3 separate regions of the Mus musculus genome follow, and regions 2 and 3 are each linked to region 1. The links are chromatin contacts, called in public promoter capture Hi-C maps. All regions are on one chromosome and are shown on one strand. The core of a region is the stretch at or near the end of the contact, and the rest is flanking DNA. Distances in the headings are between cores, read along the strand shown.

Region 1 (2,773 bases), core at 196-2,695:
AGAATTCTCCTTACTAAGCGTTATGCTGCTGGGTGGAGCTGGTGCACACTTTTGATCGCAGCACTTGGGAGGCAGAGGCAGACGGATCTCTGTGAGTTCGAGGCCAGCCTGGTCTACAGAGTAAGTTCCAGGACAGCCAAAGCTACACAGAGAAACCCTGTCACAAAAAAAAAAAAAAAAAAAAAAAAAAAAAAAAAAACCAACCAACCAATCAACTAACCTACCAAATAAAATGAAAGATGTGGCTCTTGAACTTAAATTAGTCCCTAAGTAATTGCTACTAAAAGGGAGTGGGGTGGGGTGGGAAGGCGAAACCAAAGGGAGATTGGGGAAATCCGTGAATCCCTGGGGAGAATGATATGATGGCTGTACTTTAATTCCTAAACGAGTAAATCATGTAAACACGTAACAAGCAGAAGGAAAGATAACCAGCAGGTAGCAGACGCACAGAAGCAGCAAGCGCACAGTAAAACCTCGTCACGTCGGCGCTTACGCCATCTAGCAGAAATGCCTGGGCTGTTTTCCTGGAGTTCCCACAAGGGGTTTCCAGAAAGACCAGTGTTCCCTTCATAGCTGTTCACCATTAGCTGTTTGCTTTCTCCTTTCTCCCAGACACAGCCGTGGGGGGCAGAGTGCCCCAGGACAAGGCCTCGGAAACACAGAAGATAAACACGAGTCTGAGATCTTGCCCTTGGCGTCAGCTCTCCACACGGGTAAACGGCATGTGGTATTTATCCGTACTTTATATTACAATTAAGGACAAATGAAACCCTATGTGCAGCTAAAGCTTTTAAAGTGTGCATAGTGACATTATCCATAAAGGCTAACATGTAAATGCCTCTTGACTGATGGGCAACAGCAAACAAATTAAACACAGCCGCACAGCCACACGAGGAATCTTGAGAACACTGTGTTTAAGTGAAGTAAGTTCTCTGGAACGGTGAAGATCTATACCTATTAACAGTTGCATTATGCCACACTTACACCAAAGCCCACTGAGCTGTACTCTTTAAATCATTGAACCGAACGGTATATACTGTATGTCCCAAAGCAACTGTGAAGGTGGCTATTGGCAGAAGGGACTCACTGGATTCAGATGACAAGAGTCCTGAGTTTTTGAGAGTTAAGCTGACTAATGGCTCTACTGGCCTAGAAACAGAGAACTGTTCAGAACTGAAAGCAGCTCTCGACCCAGCCTCTGAGTAAGGGATCCTGCTAAGCAATCGTCCTAAGCCACAATAAGGGCATATTTACAATTCCCGTGTCTAATGAAGCCAAGTGCATATCAGGAAAAACAGTCGTGCTGAGTGTTTGCTCAAGGGCTGTGAAAATAAGTGGTCTGAGGAGTCTCCTGTGGAGGAGGGACAGAGTGAGGACTCAAGAAATATGCCCTACCTCGTGGTGACCAGCCTTCCTGCAGTTGGCCTGGCAGGATTTTTGGCATGGTGCCAACGCTGACTTCCAAAGCGAGCATTTGAAATCTTCGTGCTGCCCTTGGCTCACGCGTGTATAGTAGTCTATCAAGGGCTGGAAACCTTTCTTTTGTTTCTCAGGACCTGGAGAAGTATTAGATCCAAATCTCATGACATATTATAAGATTTTTATCTTAGGTTTTCTTTCTTTTCTTTTCTTTTCTTTTTTCTCTCTTCTCTTCTCTCCTCTCCTTTTCTTTCTCCTCTCCTCCTCCTTCTTCTCTCTCTATCTCTCTCTTTCTCTCTCCTCTCTCACCTCTCTCTCTTTCTCTCTCACCCCTCTCTCTCTCTCTCACCTCTCTCTTTATTATCCCCTCTGGCTTTCCAAGCTATGCTCAGCAAAGACATAGGCTTTATCTTCCTGTCCAGAGAGTATCCATCTTCCCCTTGAATTATACTGTCAAGTCTAAGAAGCTGAAGATAGCTATTATTCGATGGTCATTGTCAGGATGGCTATAAAGGAAAGAGGAAAGGAAACAGGTGCTGCTGGGGAGATGGGGAGGTTGTGGCTCTCCTGCATCCCTGGTACACACGAGCGATGCTGCTGCTGCAGAAAGCAACTCAGCAGTTTCTCAGCCCTGTGGAGTGGTGTTGCCCAAACTAGGAGCTGATCTCAGCGGACTCATTAATGTTCTCTGGTGTATCCCTTGCTGACACACCCATGTGTATTCTACACTAATCTAATTAAATGAATAATCAAGACTGACCAACACAGTCCACTGTAGGTCAACTTGATATCCAAATGCATCTTAAACCATGGCCTCCACCTCTGACCCCCCTCAAGGCTCACGAAGCAAACGAACCCCAATTCTGAGTCCTTATGATTTTTACAGTTCTAACACTGCTTAAAATCAAGGCTTCTCTGGAGTTTGCAGGACAAGCCTTTGTTTGCTTTTGTTACTTGGGACAGGGTCTCGGTATGTAGCCTAGGCTAGCCTTGAGCTACAATCTTCCTGCCTCACCTTTTCAAGTACTAGGACTATAGGCATGCAATACCATGTGTGGCAAAGCCAAGTCTTACCTGTGAGCCTCTGTTAAATTTAAAAGTGGAGCTACATGCTTCCTACAGCAATGGTACAAAGTAGACCTTTCCCTTCCAAAGGGGGAGAAGAGGAGAATCCTAAAGGAGGAATGACCCAAAGCAAGACTAAAGACCAGAGGGAAATACACTAAATCTCGTGGTTCCATGTTTTGGCATCCAGGACATATTGTGGAATAGGTACCCAAGGCTGGCCATTCCTGATTGAAGTCTACACGGCCTATTATTGTGGCCTGGCTCTGTTGACCACCCAGAGTTTCCT
Region 2 (2,899 bases), core at 326-2,825, 280 kb after region 1:
ACAGTATGAATCCCACCCCTTTCCCAAACGTATTTAGTCAAATGTCCGTGTTCTGGAAGAAGAATCTCATGGGTAGTGTTTGGATTCTTTAGGTTTGGACTTGCAAAGCCCAAACCATCAAACCATCAGACAAGGTGGGGCGGTATTGCCCAACATGTGTTCTTAGTGACGGCATCCAGTAGGGACCGATGGATGACACACCCAGTAGTACGAGTGTGCTGAGGTCACATGGTATGGTAAATGTGAATAAGGTTTTGTATAAACATACATACAGTATGGTATAAGAGAGAAAAAAAAGAAGTTAAGGGTGAATTAAAGCAAGAAGAGTTGAGATGCCTGGCCATTAACAAGAGCCAATAACGATCAAAGGAGAGTAACACTTTAATTTTGCACTTCAGGTAGTTTTATTCTAGTAGTCTTCCCAAGGGCCCTAATAAGGTTATCTTAGTGCACTGGCATTGCCCAACCCTTCTGTTTTCTTTGAAGCTTGGCAACCCTACCACAGCCTGTTTTAGTCTTCAACTATTCTTTCTCTTCCCTAGGAGGACAAAAATATGTTTGTAAGTATCCAGAGACTCCCTCTGTCATGTATATGAATATATGAACTATGTCAATGTATCTCTTACTTATCTATGTATTATGTACCTATCTATGAACCTATGTATGTATCATCTATCTATCTATCTATCTATCTATCTATCTATCTAACTAACTAACTATCTATCCAACTATATATCTATCCAACTATATATCTATATATCTCTATGTTTCTATGTATGTATTTAACTATGTATCTATTTATCCAACTATGTATTTATGTATCTACCTATGTTTCTATGTATCTATATATCTATCCAACTATGTATCTATCTATGTATCTTTCTATGTATCTATCTTTCTATGTATGTATGTATGTATGTATGTATGTATGTATGTATCTATCTATCTATCTATCTATCTATCTATCTATCTCTACACGTGGTCTGTTAACCTTTCTAAATTTGTCACAAACCGTCTGTATACATTTTTCCACATATTTTTAAATGACTCAATCCATGAATCATTGCAATGATGAGGTTTTTCCCTAAGTTACAATCAGTAAGAAACCACAACAACTGAGTTACCAGCTTCTGTCAGGCAGACTTTCCTAACTCTGGCGCTGTCAGCCTCTAGCTCCCTCATCATTCCTGGGGTGTTGGCATTTCCTGTCTCTGCCCTTTCTACCTCCAAGAGCACCAGACCTAAAGAGAAGGTCACCTGTGTATAGAAATTGCCTCCCACAGTTACATGGCCTCTAAGATAAGGATGCAGACTGGGACATTAATGGGTCACTGAAGATACTGGGCTTTTGTTCTGAGCCCTTGGCTTGCCCCCACTCTCCTAAGGCTTCCTTGTTCTCTCACTCACCTGTTCGGCATTTGTTAAGCGGATTAATACTTTAACTCTACTTTGGCTTCTTTAAAACATTTCAAAGGGCAAGGTGACATTTCCGGTTTTCGTAGCCTAGTGCAGTTCTCTCTGAACATATCAGACAACAACCGACCTGTTAATCTCCACAAGCTTGTATAGTCTATTCCGTTCCTGTTCTTTGTTTCCTTCCCCTTCACATTAGTTATAAAGTAATGAAGCCTAGATCAATAAGTTTGGTCTCCAGGCAACAGAGAAAACACCAATCAATTTAATCTTATGAAGAGCCCTTTGTAAATCCAATTCTTTAGAAAAACCTTTGTACTTAGAAAATGATAAATAAAACAAGCTTCTAAACATTCTTTTTGTTTGATTCTGTTTATGTTCTACATGTGAGATCATAGGCGCACAAAATACTTCATAATATTAAATAAAAAGATTTAGTGTTGAGTCGATCAATATTAGAACTTTACCAGGTGCAGCCAAACATTTTTATATTTCCCATTTCTTAAAAAAAGAAAAGAAAAAGGTAGGGCTCTAACTCTCTAATTGTCATAAAAGACAAATGCTACAGACTCATTTCCCACTAAGGAAGTTGAGGATACATGAAAACCAGGTTCCAGAAGAATTCTAGAATAGATCTTGAATTACAAAAACAAGCAAGCAAACAAAAACTCTATGAAGGATACTGTTGGGAAAGTTGGAGAGATTCAGATAAGAACTGAAGACTGGCAATTAACAGTATGCATTACTAAATAAGAACGACTGGCGCCTTAGAAGTAAACTCCCAACTCTAAACATAAGGAGAGGTGAGGGGGTGAGAGGAGAAGACAGAGATGGTATACGGAGTGTGTCTGTGTGCCAGTGTGTGCTGGTGTGTGTGTGTGTGTGTGTGTGTGTGTGTGTGTAAACAATTGTGACAAGAGACAAGTCAAGTGCTAAGTATCAAACAATTGTTTCATTACACTTTCGTAAAACATTTCATAGCGAAATAATGAAATGGCAAAACAAACAAACAAACAAACAAACAACAGGAGCTTCTCTCCTTCTCTCCCTTCCTGAAACCTAACACATCTCTTCAGTGAAACAAGTATCTATCTGTTTCCAATTGTAGATAAATACGATACATGATTCCAAATCCACTCTGGCCTAAAATAGGCTTATGTTACTGGTTGAAATCTAATTTGGATGTCAGGCAAATGGCTGAGCACACAGTAGGCTTACACAGATCCCAGACTCTTTGCCCTTCGGCCTTTCCCAACAGTTCTCAATGGATGTTGAAGGTGCAGACCGGACGCATTTGGTGGTGACGTTCAGCAGGTGAACGCAGCGAGCGGTCAGCATCGAGGACCATGAGGGAGTGCAGGGGACCGTGTGAATGCAAGCAGAGAGGTTCACAAACGGCTGCTCATCATTGTGATGCATTCTTGGTCACACTTATCTTTCTAAAACCATTTCTCAGAAATGTCACATCTCAGAGACAGAAAAAAAA
Region 3 (2,700 bases), core at 20-2,519, 460 kb after region 1:
TGCTGGGATTTGAACCAGGGTCCTCTGCAGCCCTGACCAACCCCAATACCCAATTCTAGAGGTGAGAGCAGCAGGTCTCACCTATTGCTGGGGCCCTGAAACGCCATGAACTATGGAGATGGTTTGGTAGCTTCCAACAAAACTAAACACACCACCACGTTACAGTAACCAGGCTTTTACATGTACTCAAATGACCCGGGAACATATGCCCACCCACAGATGCTGATAGCAGCTTTATATCTGATCCAGAACTTGGAAGGAACCAAGCATCCTTCAGGTCAGTGGGAGAGTAGATTGTGGCCCATCCAGACAAGGGCTTGTACTCGGCAGTGAGGAAAATGAACCGTCTTGACAAGGAAGCAAGTGGGGGAAACTTAGAGGTTCTTTGACGAGGGAAACAACCAATCACATAACAAGAAACACTGTAAGACCCCCCCCCCCACCAGTGGCAGGACCAAGTTACAGAGAAGGCAGAACATTCAGTAGTGGAGAGGTTGGAGGGAGTGGGTGGGGAGTGAGTGGAGACATATAGGACAGTGGTGGTACTCTGTACGCAGCATAGGAGAAAACACCGCTTTAGCTCTAGTTCCAAACTCCCAGAACGTACAGTTCCAGGTGAAGACCAAGGTAAACTACGGACGTGTGAAGCTGATTAACTAGTCATGTTGAGCACCAGCAGCAGGCAGAAACTCTGTGTGGATGGTTGTAGTTTGGAGATGTCCAGAGGACACATGGGCTTCTCTCTGCACTTTTCTCTCAATTTTGCTCTTGACCTAAGGCTGCTCTTAAAAAGGGAAATCTGTTAAAAGAGAACCCCTTTCTGAAAGTTGTTCTCTGACCTCCCCCCCCCCATGAGTCCCCTCCCCCACCCCCATGCACAAGTAAATAAGTGTGATTTCAAAATGTTGAGCTGTCGGGGGCTTGAGATGTAAATTTCACATAATAAAATACAAATTCTCATATCTGACTTCAAGCACTTATTTTCTTCAGAAATGCTCTACTGGCTGCCAGCTTTGCCTGAGACTCCAGTGAAGAAGAAAAAATAATAAAAATGAGTCAGGTTTCTGCTTCACATTTCAATGAGTGTAAATGTGGGCAGTGTCTCCAGTCTCTTAATTGCTAAGTGATTAGTCGGGTTTTTAAGTTACTTGCCTACTTGCCTATCTTCTTTACATTTTAAATAAGGCCTGACCTTAAACTGTTGCCACTGAGCAAATTCGGCTTGCTTTTACAGATGCGGGAACCTAATGAACAAGGTTAGTGCTGCCACCTACTGTTGGAGGAGGAAGTAAATTGCGTTTCCCACGCAGTCAATTTGGAAAGACGCGGGGCAGCCAAATTGCTGGCCTGATCTCGGGCGGGGAAAGCCTGTACTATTATCTGGAAAAGAAGGGCAAGGTGATCAATGAAACTTTTGAGATAGACGTGGAAGATTCTGGAAACAAAGAATAAGTGTCAAGAGATCTGTCCAACTTCTCGGCCAGGAGATTTCCTGGGGCTCTGATGTCTTTAGCAAGCCCTAGTTCCATTTCTCTTGTATTGCTTCTGTCTGTGGCACATTACAGGACAGTGTAGGGCTTCAGAACTGTCCCTGGGGGACGGGTGGGAGTGTAGAAAGCTTCCTTGGCCTTCGTCTTCCCTACCCCTGCCTAGATTCTAAACTGGCTATCTTTCAGCCATCGGAATCTCATTTTTCCTCTTCCAGATACTTTCCACCACAACCTGGGTCACAGCGGGTGCATTATGTCACACTGCCTATTTTAAAGGCTGTGTATCATGTGATATCTCACAGTTCATCACCTTACAGCTATTCAGGTGTCCCATGAAGAGCTGTCACCTAGGCTGCTGGGAAGTGACCCAGAATGCAGCCTAGCAACCAAATGGAAACACGCACAGCCTAGTTCAAATTGTTAGGCAGGACTTTCTATAAAACTCAAAATAACATCAGCATCGGACAATATTTGTCCTTATCAACTCAAAGGAGGTTTGGGCAGGTCTGGGAGGGTAAGACTAAAAAATTCAGGAAGTTTGATATACATAGTCACACACACACACACACACACACACACACACACACACACACACTATCTCCAACAGCACTTGTAACAGGACTTGCTTTGGGACTGCCAGCTTCCAAATAATGACACAGAGACATATATTTATTTATGAATGCCTAGGCCTGAAGTTAGGTTTGTTTCCAGCTGGCTCGGAGCTCAACTATTCCGTTTATGCTAATCTAAGTCTCACCATGTAACTGGTTAGCTACCTCTCCTTCCTTCCAGGCCTGCAGCTTCTTCTCCATCTTCTTGATGAATCCTCCCGGGCCTGACTCTCTCCCAGAGTTCCCCTCTCTTCCAGGAAGTCCCACCTTCTATTTCCTGTTTTTGTTACAGGCCGTCAGCTTTTTGATAAACCAGTCAGAAGGTGAGAGAGGGTGGGTTTACAAAATATGATGCAGCCATATTAATAACGACACCAAAGTCAGCTTGTACTTGGCCCTCTGCCAACAGAGAGATCAGCATTTGAATAATACAAAGACGGTGTTTACACGGTGCACAATATTATCCCAACAGTGAGTTCTCCCAACAACTCCAGTAATGGCTCTAGTTAGACAGTCGTCTTCTTCCTTGACCACTGGACCATCCTGTGATGGGTTACACATCTGCAAACAATATACGTATTTCTAAGAACTGTGTGGGA

Evidence for each region. Promoter capture Hi-C pulls out the DNA fragments that hold promoters and counts their contacts.
Region 2: a promoter capture Hi-C map of liver shows a contact between it and region 1. The contact joins two enhancer-like sites. A contact is called at or near these places in 15 of 39 promoter capture datasets (the 3T3-L1 cell line, 3T3-L1-derived adipocytes, the C10 cell line and 9 more), 32 of 484 Hi-C or Micro-C datasets (the AtT-20 cell line, B cells, the Ba/F3 cell line and 20 more), 6 of 115 datasets of contacts at active chromatin or transcription factors (embryonic stem cells, extraembryonic endoderm stem cells, fetal liver and 2 more) and 1 of 9 other capture datasets (embryonic stem cells).
Region 3: a promoter capture Hi-C map of liver shows a contact between it and region 1. The contact joins two enhancer-like sites. A contact is called at or near these places in 15 of 39 promoter capture datasets (the 3T3-L1 cell line, 3T3-L1-derived adipocytes, the C10 cell line and 9 more) and 18 of 484 Hi-C or Micro-C datasets (B cells, the G1E-ER4 cell line, the HPC-7 cell line and 12 more).

What each region holds. Positions count from the first base shown.
Region 1 is chr15:96,675,341-96,678,113 of GRCm38.p6, forward strand. No RefSeq gene overlaps it. Among named protein-coding and RNA genes, the nearest start is that of Gm22045, 4.9 kb to the left of the region's middle. Within about 2 kb of position 1,446, at least 14 of the 459 cell types and tissues checked have an H3K27ac peak or open chromatin away from gene starts, as enhancers often do. A contact at or near this core is called in liver, where this site is marked.
Region 2 is chr15:96,955,631-96,958,529 of GRCm38.p6, forward strand. No RefSeq gene overlaps it. Among named protein-coding and RNA genes, the nearest start is that of Gm32840, 87 kb to the right of the region's middle. Within about 2 kb of position 1,576, at least 7 of the 459 cell types and tissues checked have an H3K27ac peak or open chromatin away from gene starts, as enhancers often do. A contact at or near this core is called in liver, where this site is marked.
Region 3 is chr15:97,134,207-97,136,906 of GRCm38.p6, forward strand. No RefSeq gene overlaps it. Among named protein-coding and RNA genes, the nearest start is that of Gm33149, 27 kb to the right of the region's middle. Within about 2 kb of position 1,270, at least 10 of the 459 cell types and tissues checked have an H3K27ac peak or open chromatin away from gene starts, as enhancers often do. A contact at or near this core is called in liver, where this site is marked.